Regions from separate parts of the Zea mays genome. Here region 2 is linked to region 1. Evidence: chromatin contacts called from public Hi-C data. All regions are on one chromosome and are shown on one strand. The core of a region is the stretch at or near the end of the contact, and the rest is flanking DNA. Distances in the headings are between cores, read along the strand shown.

Region 1 (2,700 bases), core at 6-2,505:
AAAAAGTAAAAAATAAATTCTGTTCCAGAGTGAAGTTGAAAAATGTAAAAAAAATGTTCTCAGGTCAAGTTGAAAATTGTCAAAAAAAAAACGAGAAACAACCAAAAACATGGAAGGTACTCCCTCCGTTTCTTTTTATTTGTCGCTGGATAGTGTAAAATTGCACTATCCAGCGACAAATAAAAAGAAACGGAGGGAGTATGTCGTAGAGTGAAGTACTGAAGTGGTATGCAGCTGCAAGATGGAAAAGTAAAAAAGAAATAAGTTTTGTTCCATAGTGAAGTTGAAAAATGCCAAAAAAAGGTCAAGTTGAAAATTGTCAAAAAAAAAAGGAAAACAACAAAAATATGGCCCATGCAGGTCTCGAACCTGCGACCTTCGCGTTATTAGCACGACGCTCTAACCAACTGAGCTAATAGGCCAATTTGTTCAATATGAACTTGAACAGTTATTTACATTAATCAGCCACTGGACTTTATGCTTGGGATTTCAAGAAATCTTGCTGATTCGTAACAGATCTAACCCATGCCCGTTTGTTATCATTCACATCCAGCGACATCTTCTAGTGGTCCTGCAGCAACCACGATGTCAGCATGCCCCTTCTTATACAGAAACTCAAACAGGCCACCCTTACCTTCCAGGTGGATATGGCCTGTACTCCATCCCATTAGTTTGACAAGGCCTACATCACTAACAGCCTCCACATGAGCAGCGTCAATTGCCTGCTGAGCAATCTCCACCGCAGTTTGGAAACCAAACGAACTGTCTATGATGCCAATGTCATTGTCCACAGTTTTTGGATTAGCAGTAATAGATGTGTTCAAACCGCGGCGTTCAAACTCGATCTTCAAAGGTTGCCACATCTCCTCACAATTTTATTTATGAAATATAAACTATGTTATTTTTATTTTTTTTAGGAACTATATAAATTTAATTTGCTCAGTTATTATATACTTAGATAAATTTTTATTTCGATAAAACGTCTGTTGATTAGCCTACTGTAAAATCTATTATTGAGAGTAGCTAAATCATTAACTTTAACTAGTTTTTTTAGCTAATCTTTGTTCTCAAGACAATTTTTCAAAAGAAAAAAAAAGAAACGGGCAAGCCGCAACGTGAATCCAAGCAGTCCGCGCGTCACCCCGCCGCCGAAGGAACAAGAACAAACCGCCCCCAAATTAGCTGTCAACCCGTCGCTTCCTTCACGTAATCACGTCTCCTCCGCCGCCCTTGCTAAGCAAACGCAACCTGCAACTGCAAACCCCTCCTCCGATTCCTCCCCCGCACGCGGAAGCCCCCCGCAGCTCTTCGTCCCCGGAGGACCAAGACCACCACCGGAGATGTCGTACGCCTACCTCTTCAAGTACATCATCATCGGCGACACAGGTCCGTCTCGTCCCGTCAGCCCTTTTCCTTCCTCCGTTCTCCGATTGGATCCACGCGCCTCCCAACCTGCTGCCGCCGCCGCGGCGAGATGGAGATCCATTCTAATCCGCTTGCCCGCTCGCGATGACGCTGACGGCCTTCCTCTGCTTGCCTTTGCTTTGCTGCAGGCGTCGGTAAGTCGTGCCTGCTGCTGCAGTTCACCGACAAGCGCTTCCAGCCCGTCCACGACCTCACCATCGGCGTCGAGTTCGGGGCCCGGATGATCAACATCGACAACAAGCCCATCAAGCTCCAGATTTGGGATACGGTCGGTGACCTGTTTGTCCGCTATACTTTCCTTCGTTCTTACCGCTATACTTTCCTTCGTTCTTACGTATCCCTTAGATACTTGCACTTGCTTCAGGTCGATCTACCGCTACCAATTAAGGCAACATAATAGCTTCCTCAGTTGCTTATGGCCTTATGGGAACTCAATTCTGGTTGCCAACTGGAATTTAGGATGTCCAGTTAGTGTGGCATAAAGTTATTTTTGGGTCTGTAGTTCGAGATGAAAAAACACTTCCGCAGTCAGTTGGCCCAGTTCCAGCAGCTGCTGCTTCTGCTTCTGTGGCCGTCTGCCTCCTCACATGTCACTGTAGCGTCGAACTAGCAGCGGCTGATACAAGCAGCCAGTATCTCTTTGAGCTCCGAAACTACAACATTTTGGATATCTCTTTTTTTTATCAGTGTGCCCACCCCACTGGAGTTATCTGACTATTAGCGCACTGAACCATATGACCGTTTGTTGATTTAAGTTATCCTTGCTGCCACGCCACGATGTTAATGATGTGGAATACCCATGTGGCCGGCCACATGCATCATTTATCTGTCTTGATTGTGTTGTCTCTTAACATTATGCAGGCTGGTCAAGAGTCATTCAGATCCATAACTAGATCATACTACAGAGGAGCTGCTGGTGCTCTTTTGGTCTATGATATCACTAGGTGATTACCCCCACATAAGTTCTAAGCTGCTTGGGCGGTATTCTTTATGCACGCGGTTTCCTGAATAGTGTTGATACTGGCATCCAAATCCATGTTGGACTAATTTCAGGAGGGAGACTTTCAATCACCTTGCAAGCTGGCTGGAGGATGCAAGGCAGCACGCGAATGCTAACATGACGATAATGCTTGTTGGGAATAAGTGTGATCTGTCTCACAGGCGTGCAGTGAGCTATGAGGAAGGCGAGCAGTTCGCAAAGGAACATGGTCTTATCTTCATGGAGGCCTCTGCAAAGACCGCGCAGAATGTCGAGGAGGTGATGCTTGATTCTTG
Region 2 (2,700 bases), core at 117-2,616, 330 kb before region 1:
CACAGTTGTCATGTATAAACTAAAACTGTGAGCATGTCAAAATTGCTAGTTGCATCTGTCAGCCGTAACTGCACACGTGACGAGATTTAAGTACCCATAGCGTGCAAAGGGAAACTGGCAACAACGCGTCACAGGACTATTGCTGATCAAAGGTCGTCCTGACGTGGACAGTCTAATCACACGATGGCATTGGCATGAAGCAGTCGCTATCCGAGCAAGCAAATTAAAATCATGAGAAGATCCGCGCTTTGCCCTACCCAGCACGTAAAAAAGAAAAGAAAAAGACGAATCATATCCTCCATATATACCTCGGCAATGTCATGGACGTAGTTGAGGAGCGTTGGCAACGCCCGGCGGCCGTAGTGGACCTCCGTGGACACCGTCAGGTTGCGGAACCTCACCTCCACCCGTGGCACGTCCAGTCCCGCCCTTCACGACCAAATAAGCATGCAGTAATTATTGGGATCCACACCATATATATATTCAGTAAATACGCACGCAAATAGTAGTAGTAGGCAAATCATAGAAACTAGTAATAATCGATCAATGGGGTTTAGCATAGGCGACAGGATCAAAGTAAAAAAAAACAAAAATTGAAGATCGAAGGAGGACGAGGAGGAGGCAGGAGATCTGCTGCATTACGCACGCGTCAAGGCGGTCCCTGATGCCGCGGAGGAGTTTCGCGTTATCGCAGTCGGCGGTGGCCAGCGCCCTCTGGAGCACGCGCTGGGCGCCGCGGCGGTCGAGCCTCCGCACGTCCATGACCTCCTCCTTCTTCTGTGATGCACTGCCGGGGTCGAGGGCGACGATCGCGAGGTTGCGCCGCTGAGGGGAGGCGACCTGCTCGATGGTCGCCCAGAGCCGGTCGGCCGCCTCGTCGTCGTTGGCGTCCTCCTCCACATTGACATCCAACGCCACGTGGGGTTGGACGGCGCCGCTCGCCGCCATCGCCTCCGCCTCCGCCTCCGCCCCCGCCCCCGCCCCTGCGCGTCCGCCGCCTTGATCTGGCCTGGTCTGGAAGTGCAGTATACTAATTAAGTCTCTGCGACTAGACGTTATGTAGGTATAGGTTGGCCTCTCCCTCTGCCTCCGCCGTGATCTAATCTGGAGGTGCAGCGATGAGTCTCTGTCTCTTACGACAACTAGATACGTATGTATAGAGGTTGCAAGAACTACTAATAGAAGAGGAAAACAAAACGCGCACGGTTCTCCCCTGAGGGGGGAAGTGTACTCCTATATGGGATGAGAGTCGGAGAGGCGCGGCGGCAATGTGATCGGATCGGGCGCGTCTCTCTCTGGGATGTGAACGATGAGCACCAGAGTAGTAAGAAACTAACCCAATTTCCCACAAAAACACTGGGAAGGTACTGCTGGCGGTGGAGCCGTGGAGGCGCGAGGTCGCTGCCTCGCATGCATGCTACTATTAGCCTATTAATTAGCTCCACCACCACAGAGACGAGGCGGCGGCGGCGGCGGCTGTTGGGACAGCTACGTACCGTACGCGCCCGAGATCGACGGTAGTCCTGCGCGCCACCGGTACGCGTTGTAATCCAACAAGTTGCATTGGAGGTACGGATCTGTTTGGATTTCTGTCTAGGGCGGCTAGGGCCACAACATCGTTGTGGGCCTAGGAAATCAAACCGTCTCTTCGTTCCAAAAAAAAAAATTGTTCAATAGGACTTTTAGGCTCTATTTGGCGTAGTTTAACTTCATCAACTTTAACTAGGTGAGTATCCATACGTTGCAATGGAAACATATAATACATCATGTTCGAAGACACTCGCACAACGTCAGCAACAGCCGTCGTCACAGCGTACAAGAATTTATGCCCGGTCAAGAGCGACTTACGTGGCAGGTTGGGCTTCAAGTGGACGATGAGCTGGACAGTGTGATGGCGTCGTCGTCGGATGCGATGCCCAGAACAACCCGAGAGTCGCCGACGTTGGCGACGGCCATGAGGTCCCCCTGCTTGATGATCGACAGCGCGATGCAGCCGCTCTGGACCGTATCCAAGGGGGCGGCTGTGCCAGAGCTTGTCGTGCACAGCGGCGCATGCGGTCACGTAGGACTACTTTCAGAGGTCGAACTGGTAGTCGTCATGCTTCTTCTCATCGTCGATGAACGACACCAACGTGAGCGCCTCCTGCTGGTGGTGTTTGTTCGAGGTTTCCAAGTAAGAAACATGGATTCATCCTTGTCATTGATTTATGAAAATGACTCACAAATCGGATCCATGGAAAAAAATATATTATGGAGAATAAATGTCATGCATGCAAAAAAGGTAATTTAAGTTAAAAACATTATTCAAACAAAAAAATGCATGTAAGGTCCTTTTTAAATACTCCTCCCTTCATCCAAAATATAATTCAATAATCTCGTTGATACTTATCTACTACTACGCATTGTGCAAGAGTAGCAGGTGGGCTTGAGGAGAGATGTAGTAGATGTTTTCCTGTTATAGTCTCATAGATGTGACATAAACACACATGTGGTGTAGCGATAGCTATTACTCGCATTTGCCTGAGGGGTCGCGGGTTCTAATCCGATTCCCTTAGACTATTTGTGTTTTAAATTTTAGGTAGACGTGGGTTGTACGGGAAAATGGGAATTTGAATGGGCTTTGAGTGGAAGGGGAATAGAAAAGACGAAAATGAGAATAGCAGAACAATGAATGCGGGTTCTAATCTGATTCCCTTAGGC

Evidence for each region. Hi-C and Micro-C count contacts between places; a contact is called where the count stands out from the background.
Region 2: a contact with region 1 is called in a Hi-C map of leaf, with 4 times the contacts expected there. The contact joins the promoter of LOC103646334 here to the promoter of RAB2A in region 1. A contact is called at or near these places in 6 of 25 Hi-C or Micro-C datasets (ear, leaf, leaf mesophyll and 2 more).

The regions. Positions count from the first base shown.
Region 1 is chr2:41,035,379-41,038,078 of Zm-B73-REFERENCE-NAM-5.0, reverse strand. It overlaps RAB2A (Ras-related protein Rab-2-A), which reads left to right and starts at 1,255. Exons shown (of 6, transcript NM_001112608.1): 1 at 1,255-1,386; 2 at 1,554-1,693; 3 at 2,287-2,369; 4 at 2,479-2,683. The coding sequence starts at 1,341. It overlaps TRNAI-AAU (transfer RNA isoleucine (anticodon AAU)), which reads right to left and starts at 422; the gene lies at 349-422.
Region 2 is chr2:41,368,517-41,371,216 of Zm-B73-REFERENCE-NAM-5.0, reverse strand. LOC103646334 (ABC transporter G family member 51) reads right to left here and starts at 1,366. Exons shown (of 24, transcript XM_008671066.3): 1 at 647-1,366; 2 at 309-429. The coding sequence starts at 948.